2 separate regions of the Mus musculus genome follow, and region 1 is linked to region 2. A link is a contact called in public promoter capture Hi-C data. All regions are on one chromosome and are shown on one strand. Each heading gives the region's core, a stretch centred on a gene start, on an enhancer-like site or on the middle of the called end of the contact. The rest is flanking DNA. Distances are from core to core; before and after follow the strand shown.

Region 1 (5,523 bases), core at 1,546-4,045, 110 kb after region 2:
CATGGTGATGTACACCATCACACTGATATACATTCTCATGGTGATGCGCACAGTCATGGAGATGCGCACAGTTATGGGGATGCGCACACTCACGGTGATGCACACAGTCTGCCATGTGAAGTACAGTGAAAGAGGTGCCTTGATCTCTAGCACAGAGCTGCTGTCACAGATGGGAGGCTCAGCAAATAAAAGGAGCAGAGATGGGGTTCTACAAGTTTCCATCAAATATAGGTACTGTTGGGAAGGGTTGGCTATAGAGTTGGCCAGCCTCCGTGCTGAGTAACTCAGAGGCCAGCCGACATGGATGGTGCAATGATAAGAAACATAAGTGGGATGGATGGAGCAAGAGAGAACAGCTGTGGTAAACTGGCTGCCTTGGGAGCACTTCCCAGAACATCTGCTCAGCGTACGCTATGACTTAAGAACAGGACCTGTATGTCTCGCCACAGACAAGACACAATACAACTGAGAGCCACCAGAGACCCAAATGTAAGAGATTCTTTTTTTTAAATTAGGTATTTTCTTCATTTACATTTCCAATGCTATCCCAAAAGTCCCCCATACCCCCCCCCCCACACTCCCCTACCCACTCACTCCCACTTCTTGGCCCTGGTGTTCCCCTATACTGAGGCATGTAAAGTTTTCAAGACCAATGGGCCTCTCTTTCCACTGATGGTCGACTAGGCCATCTTCTGATACATGTGCAGCTAGAGAGACACGAGCTCCGGGCCTACTGGTTAGTTCATATTGTTGTTCCACCTATAGGGTTGCAGATCCCTTTAGCTCCTTGGGTGCTTTCTCTAGCTCCTCCATTGGGGGCCCTGTGATCCATGCAATAGCTGACTGTGAGCATCTACTTCTGTGTTTGCTAGTCCCGGAATAGCCTCACAAAAGACAGCTAAAAGAAAAAAGTTGAGTATTCTGTAGATTTGGCTCCATTTCAAGATAAACTGCTGTGAGGTCAAAGAGAGGTCCTCTGATGGGTATGAAAGGCATGGCCACAGAGGTCTCTCGATAAACTATGTAAATGGCTGGCATGACTTAGTTAAGTCCCTTTTCCAGATGGTTTAGTGGTAGGCACAAAATTACACAGAAATGCTTAGTTTGCTTTAAGCAGACAAGAACTTGAGTATTTTAAAACAAAACAAAACAAAACAAAAAAACAAACCAGCTAACTCCTAGGACACAGGCTTTGAAGTCAGAGCTGTAAAACTAATGAGGGTGGTGGCCCGGAAGTGGTGGGTCAAGTAGAAATTGCCCTGTCTTGGCTACACTTTCTAGCTCCATAACCCAAACCAGCAGCAGTTTAGGAATTATGGAGACACAAAATGAGCTTCCCAGTTTCAATTTCTCAAACATATGGAATAAACTGCAATGTATTTTGCTACTTTGCTATTCTGAACAGACCATAAAGCTTACCAGATTGGGGGCACCTCAGAGCACAGTGATTTCTCAATTAGGAAGCCATTTCCTACAGGAATCTGGTCACTGTTTTCACACTGTAGGATTTACTAGCATTGATGGCAAGGAAAGCTACAGATTAATCTCGAAGACTTTTACAGCTTCCCCACCCACAGGTTAAAAATGACACCCTTTCCCTGCCCCGCAAAGTACTAGTTATGCATTGAGATGAAGGAATGTCTGCCTTCTCCTTCCTCATACAGAAACAGCAAGTACTTCATGCTGTGAAGCATGAAAATCATGTAATTCCAGGATCATCTCCAGGATTTTTATTCTTAGAACACAATATTTGTTAATCATGTACTGGATGAATGCTTTTCAAGGTTAGATTGCCATTATTTGTATAATTTGGTTTCAAAGGTTGAAAAGAAATTAAGGACCAGGGCACTTGCCTAGCACGCCCAAGGCCCTGGGTTCCATTTAAAGGTTCATCCTCCCCCAAGTCAAACCTAAGACCAAATAAAGAGCTCCTCTGTCACAGCACTGAAAACACAGCAGCCCTGAGTCATGAGTGAAATCAAACACTGAGGAGTCAAACTCTGGATCTCCCGGTCTCTGTCCCTTTCCTGTCCTTCCCACCCTACCGGAGCCAGGCAAACATCTAATCACAAAAGTAAGAGGCTTATACATGTTGGAGTCAAAGCATAGTGATTCTGAAATCTCAACTTACAGCCTAGAGGGAGCATGGTGATCCCTGGTTCCAGACTCTACCTTACAGGTGAGACAAAGGCCTGAAGCGGTATGGTGGAAGGGTGCTAGGCTGGTGAACATACTCACTCCAGGAAACTTAGCATGCATCACCCAGAGGCCAGCCTGGGTCAGAAGTCAGACCTACAGTTTCCAGATGCATGCACACTCTATCTGCAAGTGTTGCTAAGATACTAAATGTCTTACTCTCTGACCTACTTAGAGCCAGACACGTCTAAAATGCTTTCCTGTCTAGGACATTTGTCCCTAGGTGAGATAATCTGTGTCCCCTCTGTGATACTGTGCCACTAACAACTCCCAGGTCCGTCTCTCTCATGGGAGTCTGTCTTGCTAGAGTGCTCTCTTCTGAATGTGTGTAGAGACCGAGACGACAGGAGGAGCACAGCAACACTCATGACTAAGAAAGAGAAAACTGGGAAAAGAAGAAACTCCACAGAGTATTCGCACTGCTTGGCTGGTGTCCTATGCACTCATTTTGAAGGGCCAAGAGAATGGGAATCACTTCCTATAAAGGTAGGTCCCTAGAACACTCAAGGAACTGTGGCATACTGTCACCTTCGAACAACAAGCCAGTCGGCCCTGGTGGCGTACTGAACAGAAGCATCGTCCTGAGGCAAGGGGCAGACAGTCACAAGGACATGTTGCAAAACGTGACATCTGTTTTATATGGGCTTGCAGTGGCATGGCCTAAACAAACACTGCCAACTATCTAGAATTCTAAAAGTCTTGTTTGGCAGTACCTCAGATTGTCTTTCAATCATCTGCTAAGTGAAATGAACTGAGACTTGCACACCATTTTCAAAATGTAAGGAAACCTGCCTCCTGCTAAAGACATCTATCACAACAATAGTAATATTCTGGGGAGCACAGACCCAGGCAGGGTGGCTGGCCAGCCCCATGTGTTTAGTTTGGCTCACAGAAACAAAGACTGTCAAAAGGGAAAGGATGAAGCCTCCCCTCCTGCCCCTCCCCCCAAACCAAACAATGGATTAGGAAATCCAATGCTGAAGCTGCCAGGGTGGTAAGAATAAGGCCTTGTTGCAGCTGAGCTGTAAGTGCAGAACCCATGAGGCCCACTCCATGTCCAGCTGATGTCTCTGGCCAAGTGAAGGGAAGAGAGAGGGGAGTGTTGCAGCCACTGTGGCATGTGCACAACACACCTAGTCCCAGAACTGTGCTTCCCAACATGTGGGATCCCACGTTAGTGTCAGTGATAGGCAAAGACTGAAAAGGCTCCCGTGGTCACCCTGCTGAGTTTCCCTCTAATTTTAGTGCAAGCCTGATATATTATCCCAATGGCTACTCCTAGAGAAAGTGACATGATGATCCTTTAGTGGGGTACAAACTCCTGGTTCAGTAAAACAGAATCATGGGAGGTGTCTATAATGACCAACCTTTGTTGTCAGGAGGGTTTTCTAAGTGGTCCCTGAATGAACATGGCCATTCATGGATGATCATGTATAGTGGTGAGACATAAGTATCACACACTGATAGAGAATGCCTGTGTCTGACTCAGCTGGCACGGAGATAGATGTGGGTAGGGTTGCATGTTACTAATTTTTGCATGTGGAAGGGAAGAAAGTATGGGATATGATTTGAAAGCTCCTTAAGGGGCTGAAAGAAAAATATTCCTATAATCTCTTAAATCTCAGACTTTTGAAGTTTTGTCACAGGTCAAGAAAGATAGGATAGAAACTCCAGGGATAGTTCCAGTCTAATCTGGCTCAATGAATACTTAAGGCTCTCCATGCTATGAGCACACTTCCCTGAGAAACATGATGAAGCCACGGCATTCAGACCTCCAGCATACTCACAGAGCTTTGGCCTAACCCGAGAAGACAATGCAAGCATGTGTAGGAGAACAGACATAGCTTTTCTTCTACAGTCTCCTTCTAGGGAGCCAGACACAGAGAAGGTGTGCTTGGCCTTCATGAGAAGTGCAGGGAGGGATTCAGCTGCATAGGCAAGGGGAGACTGGGAAACCCTGGAATTATCCTTCTGCATGTAACCTTAGTAGGCCAGTCCAAACAAACCAGAGCCCAGATAAGGCTGCATGTGGCCCTGAGCAATTATCCCCAGTGTCTGTGGACCACCGCCTATGGCTGCATGACACTTCATAGGACTTACGGCAGAACACCAGGGTCCTTCTGTCCCATAGGGAACAAGTGAAGGGGTTAAATAAACTCTCCAATTCTCCTTATTATTCATCCACTCTCCCCTTGTCTCTAGAAGGACCCACAGGCTTGGGTGGTGCACTCAACTGCAGCACCCTGAGACACACTCAGCCTGAGCTGGCACTGACTACACCAGCAGCATCATGACAAGAAGTTCTGCATTTCAAAGTGCCAGTTTCTGCTGGAGTTGACACACTGGGAGGATTTACTTCCTAGGCTGCAAGGAGCAGTAGTGGCCAATACATGAGCCAGGAGCCTCATTTGCCACCTGGCTTTCCCATCCTGGATGAGGCATTTCACCTCTTTGGTTTCAGCTGTCTGGAGACAGGTGCTCTTCAAATTCTTTCTAGACTTTATGATATCTGACTAAGCAAAGCCCACTGCTGGTTTGCCTTATCAAATGAGTCAAAGGATGAGACCCAGCTGGAAGCCACAAGCTTTTCCTAGCTGAGGAAGTTTCAGCTCATGAGAACTCCACTGCCCCTACTCTGGGTCTCATCAGCAGGAGCCACAGACTCCGTACGTTATCTCCCCAAGATTTCCTCCTCCTGCTTGCTGCATTTTGGATTTAATTTGTGAAACACTAGCCTTAGGAATGAATGCTGATCAGACTTGGTTTTGCTTCAGCCTTGCAGATGTAGAGAGATAATCCCACAGACTCCACATGTATCAAATAGCATGAAGTCAGAGAATCTGGAGACGAAGGATGCTTTAACACTGTGCGTGCTATGATGACAAGACTAACCTTTTTTGCTAGGATCACTGGAGTGGGCAACATGCCTGGTCCATCATACTAGCTTAAAGTCACCATCACATCACATGCTTTTCTGCCAAGTTGGAAATAAGATCTGTCTGAAATCTGGCTCAGATTCACAGTCTCATAGTTTGATTTAAAAAGTCAAGACTTAGTCTGATAACATTAAAACCATTATTTCTCACTGATAAGGACCCCATGACAAATTTTATTCACTAGAACTTGATCTTTAGGGCTAAACAGTGAACATATGCTATGTTCAGCATTTTCTTTTGTGCCTAGTAGCCTTTTGCACTAAAGGGAGGAAGAGCAGGAGGACACTTGTTGTGCTGTGTGTAAGAGAACCATCACTGTATCCACCCCACAATGTTCCTGATTGTATTCAGAAATGACGCTGTTATGGCTTTGTGACTATAACAACTCTTT
Region 2 (6,182 bases), core at 2,704-5,203:
AGAAAAACAAAAGTATATAGAAATGGGGAGCATGGCCTTGCTGGTACAACGGCCCAGGCAGAAAACACACTTGCCTAAAGCCCAGAGACCTGAACTCACCCCCTAGGCCCAAGGTGGAGGAGAGAGCCATTTCCAAAGTGTTGTCCTCTGATGTCTAAAAAGAGGGTCTTGCCATGTAGCCTAGGTCCGCCTCAATTTGCTTCAACCCACCCACCTCGGTTTCCCTTAGTCATTGAGAGTATAATAGTGCACCACCAGGTCTGGCTCCTGAAAAATGTTCATCTGAAGCCCGAATTGGAAACAATGCACATCCCAGAAGTAAGGGGCTATCCAGACTTGATCTGGGCTCCGCTTAGTTACTGTTGGGAGATGCCTGAACATTTCCGGGCCAAAAGCTATCTAGTGTTAGATAAGAAAACTGTGACCCAGAAAGGGAGGTCATCTCCACAGTTCCAAAATAGACGGCCATTGACTCAGCACCTTAGTGCTACATCTTCTCTCGATTGGTGTTTACTTCCTGAAATGTTTCTGGCTGTTATTGAATGTGGTAGTGATCTCACGGCTGAAACACCTTGCAACTTTTTTTTTTTTTTTTTTTTTTTTTTTTGAGACAATGTTTCTCTGTGTAGCCCTGGCTGTCCTGGAACTCACTTTGTAGACCAGGCTGGCCTCAAACTCAGAAATCCGCCTGCCTCTGCCTCCCGAGTGCTGGGATTAAAGGCGTGCGCCACCACGCCCGGCTGCCTTGCAACTTTTAACTGAACACCTTAAATGTAAAGCTTTTTATTAGTAAAATTCCAGTGTTAAACTCAAGAAAGTTTTGCTAAAGTTAAGTAGGACCGTGCTCACCTTTTCCGAGGTGCCATTGGATGGCTGTTCTAAACGACCTTTCTAGGAAGCCAAACCTCAGGGGTCCACACTGTACAGCCTAGGCCCATCACTGTGCTTTGTGTGAAATGGGGTTAGGGCACACTATGGTCGTTAGATATGGTGGCTTGCACCTATAATTCCAGCATTTGGAAAGCTGAGGTAGGAGGACTGACCACTATATCCAGACCAACTCTGGCTACACAGTGAGTTCCAAGTCAGCCAGGAAAAGAAATGAAAGAAAAGAAGCACGACGGGAGCTACACGAGGATGCTTTGCAGAAATGTCTATACTCAACTACTGACACTCTCAAGGCTAGAGAGATTGGCTTAGCAGGGAAGAGCACTTGCTGTTCCCAGTATTCATGTCTGGAGGTTCACATCTGCTTGTAACTCCAGACCAGTGGATCTGAAGACCTCTACTGGTCTTCTCAGGCACTCACATACATGTGGCATATTCGCAAACATATACACACCTTTCTGCTAAATCTAAAAAAAAAAAAAAAAAGCCAGATATGGTGGTGCCTGCCTTTAATCCCAGGACCAGGGAGGCAAAAGCAGGGAGTTCCATGCCAGCCTGGTCAATATAGCAAGTTCCAAGGCAGTCAGGACTACAAAGTGAGACCCTGTCTCGAAAGAGAGAAAGAAAGAAAGAGAGAAAGAAAGAAAGAAGCAAGCAAACAAGCAAATAAACAAATAACTAAGGAATGACTTTCCACTGGGAACTCATCTCTGATCCTGGAAGTAGCACTACATTAATGCTCATACACAGAACATCACAAAACAACTAGACCCCAAATGTAGGAGGGAAATGTGTTGGGAAGCAGGGGCTGAGAGGAGTGGGAGAGTGGGGAGGGGATGGCAGAGGGTGAGAAGGGACAAAAATGACCAAAAGCATATACAAAATTGCCAGAGAGTAATTTTTTTTTTTAATGTGATTTTCAGGGTAGGCAAAATGGGTAAAGGCAATTGCTTTCAAGTGTGAGGACCTGAAGTTGATTCCTGGGACCCGCACAGTAGGAGAGAGAGCTAACTCTCAAATAACTGGTCTCTGACTTCCACGTGGTGTGTCATGGAACTCAGTTGTGAGTATCAATAAACGCATGTGAATGTGCACCCACACACACACACACTGAATAAAATGTCCTAAGAATCGGCTTGGGCTTGAAACGGTGCTTACCGCTAAGCCTGACCAGCTGAGAGCCATCTCCAGCACTCGTACAGTAGACGGGGAGAACAGATGGCCCCTGGGGCTGTTTAAACAGAAGATAACCCAGATGACCCCAGGAGAGTGCAAACTGAGGCACAGCCAGAATTGTTACACTATACGTCAGGAATTATTTGGTGACAAACAATGTTGCCTCATATTCAGGAAGGCCATAAAAGTCTAAGGGCCTCGGTATGTGCAATGTGAGATACAAAGGGCCTGCAGGAATTTTAGCCACTGCATTTCCTGATTAAGACCCACGGGGTGGGATTTACTGTGTATTGTGCCTGTTAGTTCTGTACACACTCGGGTCTAACAAGTATCTGTTACTTAGGAAAGAGGAGTGGCTAAAAGCCAAGGCGATCGTATTCCAAATTTGGACCACATCCCAAATCTTGTTCAGTGCAAGATGTCAGCAGGTAAGGTCATTGCTACCAAGTCTCATGATCCGAGTTCCATCCTGGAATCCACATGCTAGGAGAGGGATGACTTCTTCAAGTCGTCTTCTGACCACTAGATACTGGCTGTGGAGCATGCCCTCTCCCCATTAAAGAAATACAATGTATTAATAATAATAATGATGATGATGTCTTGTTCAGGTTCCCAAAGAGTCAAGGAAACAGCTAAGTCAGGTTGTTTTGTATCTAGATGTGTGAACTTGTAACTTATTTAAGATTCTCAGGTTCCTTTTCTCTGAACTAAAAACTCTTGGCTTCAGGGGTCATAAAAATACAATTCTGAAATCCTATCCTTCATGCAGATATTTAAGACCCGAGGCTACACTGTATAGAGTTGAGCTCTGCCCTAGATTCATAAAATATACATAAAGCATAAGGCTGGAGCATCTTTAACCAGACCAAAGAGTGTATGTGTGTCAGCACATACAGATGTATTAGGTATCCGTACAGCTGGGCCGTGCAATCTACAGTCTAAGTGGCCGAGGAAAAAGACAAAACCTGGTGTAGGTTAGAGCGCAAGGCAGGGGCAGAAGCAGTGGGAAGTTTTGACACAAAGTTGAAAGGGAAAGGAACTCACATGGGTGTATGGAAACAACAAGATTGTGGAAGGCAGGCACACTGGACAACTTCCAGAAATTTCTAGAACGAGAGCTGTCAAACTATGCTGACTAAAAGCCACTTTCTCCACCAAATTAAGACTCACTACTAAAGAGAAAGGAATGGTGGGAAGGCCGCCCGACTGGGGCAGTGGGTGTGGTGAGATGGTTAAAGGCGCTCTGAGAAGTAACGCGGGCTAGAGGGGATGGAATATGCGGGCAAGAGAGGATGAAGTATGCGGGCGGGAGAGGGCGTGGAGTAAGCGTGGACACCGAGGGGAGCAGCCCGTGGGCCATCGGGCGCTCTTTAGGGCTGCACGGTGCGGCGAGGCCGCCAGCCATCCCGGCGCGCATGGGGTTAAGCCTCCGCGGCCGAGGGCAGAGCCCGGTTTCCAAGGAAACGGCTCCACCAGTTCCGGCGGCGCGGGCGCGTACCACTGAGCGGGGGAGCCGGCGCGGAGGACGCGGAGGGCGCAGCGCGGCTGGCCGGCTCCTAGGGCGCAGGCCCGATCACGCCGGTGAGTTCGCCGCGTCCCGCCGCCCGCGGCCGTGAATCGGACCCGCGCGACTTAGGCGGGGGAGGAGCGGCGCGCGGCGGCCCCAGAGTCCCCCCGCGCAGCGGCCGAGTGCGAGCAGCCCGGGGCTGGGCAGTTTGAACCGCGGACGGCAGACAAAGGCAGCAGGAAGCCGTCCGCAGCCCGAGCGCCCGGCCCGGGCCTCGCCGGCGCGCGCAGCAGCGACGCGGCCGGGCGCGGGATGCCGCAGGGCGCGGGGCGGCGCGCGGGCGCGGACGCGGCGCCCGCCCCGGCCGGGATGTGAGGCCCGAGCGGCCGCGCGGGGGCGGGAAGGGCGGCAGGAAGGAAGCGCCGCTCGGACGCGCCGGGAGGAGGAGCGGCGGCCCGGCCGGAAGGCGGGGAGGGGCGGCCGTTGGCCCGCGGCGGGCCGCTCTCGGCGCCTCCCGGGGCGGCGGCGGCGCCCGCGCCTCCTGCACCCGGCGCGGCGTAGCGGCGGGAGGAAGATGGAGACCCACATCTCGTGCCTGTTCCCCGAGCTGCTGGCCATGATCTTCGGCTACTTGGACGTCCGAGACAAGGGTCGCGCGGCGCAGGTGTGCACGGCCTGGCGGGACGCCGCCTACCACAAGTCGGTGTGGCGGGGCGTGGAGGCCAAGCTGCACCTGCGCCGGGCGAACCCGTCGCTGTTCCCCAGCCTGCAGGCCCGGGGCATCCGCCGCGTGCAGATCCTCAGCCTCCGCCGCAGCCTCAGCTACGTGATCCAGGGCATGGCGAACATCGAGAGCCTCAACCTCAGCGGCTGCTACAACCTCACCGACAACGGCCTGGGCCACGCGTTCGTGCAGGAGATCGGCTCGCTGCGCGCTCTCAACTTGAGCCTTTGCAAGCAGATCACCGACAGCAGCCTGGGCCGCATAGCCCAGTACCTCAAGGGCCTGGAGGTGCTGGAGCTGGGGGGCTGCAGCAACATCACCAACACCGGCCTTCTGCTCATTGCCTGGGGGCTGCAGCGCCTCAAGAGCCTTAATCTCCGCAGCTGTCGCCACCTCTCGGATGTGGGCATCGGGCACCTGGCCGGCATGACGCGCAGCGCTGCCGAGGGCTGCCTGGGCCTGGAGCAGCTCACTCTTCAGGACTGCCAGAAACTCACGGATCTTTCCCTGAAGCACATCTCGCGAGGGCTGACGGGCCTCCGGCTCCTCAACCTCAGCTTCTGCGGCGGCATCTCGGACGCGGGCCTTCTGCACCTGTCGCACATGGGCAGCCTGCGCAGCCTGAACCTGCGCTCCTGCGACAACATCAGCGACACCGGCATCATGCATCTGGCCATGGGCAGCCTGCGCCTTTCCGGTCTGGATGTGTCGTTCTGTGACAAGGTGGGAGATCAGAGTCTGGCGTACATAGCCCAGGGACTGGACGGCCTCAAGTCCCTCTCCCTTTGCTCTTGCCATATCAGTGACGATGGCATCAACCGCATGGTGCGGCAGATGCACGGGCTGCGCACGCTCAACATTGGACAGTGTGTGCGCATCACGGACAAGGGCCTGGAGCTGATCGCTGAGCACCTGAGCCAGCTCACGGGCATAGATCTGTACGGCTGCACCAGGATCACCAAGCGCGGCCTGGAGCGCATCACGCAGCTGCCCTGCCTCAAGGTACTTAACCTGGGACTTTGGCAGATGACGGACAGTGAGAAGGTCAGGTGAGGGCGGCAGTTCCAGTTCCCCCGCCCCGCCCTGTTCATCCCAGGACCACCACTGTTCCGCACACTCACGCGCGCACTTACACGTTCAGGGCAGTGGCCGCGGTGGGGCGATGACGGAAGCCTGGGCTCTCTTCTCCTAGTCTGGCGCCCCTCTCCACTGCGTCTGGAGTTGTTCTGCTCCCTCTACCCACTCTCCTTTCCCAGTGAGGGGAGAGATGGACCCTGCTGTTTCTCTGCCCACTCTTCTGCAGGGTATGGAGACTTTCAGCCACCGACAACTGTATCCTGGGGCACTGCATTTGGAAATGGGGTGGGGGCGGGGAGGGACTAGTCGTTTCAACCCCGAGGAGTTGAGGAAAGATGCCTGCCTTCACTTACACTTTCATTTGGATACTGTGATCTGGCTTTTAATTCCAAACGTGTAGAAAGCAAGCCCGACTTGAACAGCCTTCTCATCCACTTTGTAGCCAGTCTCCTCTCATCGCTGCCCCTTTGGTATCTGCAACTCACTTCGGTTCTGGTTTTGTTCTTGTTCTGTTTTTTTGTTTTGTTTTTTATCTGCTTCCTTTTTAGTTTTCAAAGAAATTTGAAATCATTGTTCTTTTTTCTTTCTGCTGAGTATATTCTCATATATATATATATATATATATGTGTGTGTGTGTGTGTGTATGTATATATATATATGTCTGGCTACCTCGTTTTAGTTTACTTTTTTCTCTTAAGCCCTGGAATTCTACAAGAGAGATATTTTGAGATTGAAACATTTTTGTGCCTAGACTGGAAAGATGCCCACTGGGTTTGTATCTGTTTTTGGTTTTGGCTTCTTCCCAACCTC

Evidence for each region. Promoter capture Hi-C pulls out the DNA fragments that hold promoters and counts their contacts.
Region 1: a contact with region 2 is called in a promoter capture Hi-C map of liver, with 2.0 times the contacts expected there. The contact joins the enhancer-like site here to the promoter of Fbxl14 in region 2. A contact is called at or near these places in 5 of 39 promoter capture datasets (the 3T3-L1 cell line, 3T3-L1-derived adipocytes, embryonic stem cells and 2 more), 2 of 15 datasets of contacts at CTCF or cohesin (large pre-B cells and pro-B cells), 5 of 484 Hi-C or Micro-C datasets (cerebral cortex, cortical neurons, forebrain and 2 more) and 5 of 115 datasets of contacts at active chromatin or transcription factors (all in embryonic stem cells).

Annotation. Positions count from the first base shown.
Region 1 is chr6:119,583,031-119,588,553 of GRCm38.p6, forward strand. The region is part of intron 20 of Erc1 (ELKS/RAB6-interacting/CAST family member 1); the gene reads right to left. Among named protein-coding and RNA genes, the nearest start is that of Wnt5b, 41 kb to the left of the region's middle. Within about 2 kb of position 2,796, at least 57 of the 459 cell types and tissues checked have an H3K27ac peak or open chromatin away from gene starts, as enhancers often do. A contact at or near this core is called in 3T3-L1-derived adipocytes, cerebral cortex, forebrain and 1 more, where this site is marked.
Region 2 is chr6:119,475,715-119,481,896 of GRCm38.p6, forward strand. Fbxl14 (F-box and leucine-rich repeat protein 14) reads left to right here and starts at 3,954. Exons shown (of 1, transcript NM_133940.3): 1 at 3,954-6,182. The coding sequence starts at 4,146. The coding sequence ends at 5,348. The region is part of intron 1 of Wnt5b (wingless-type MMTV integration site family, member 5B); the gene reads right to left.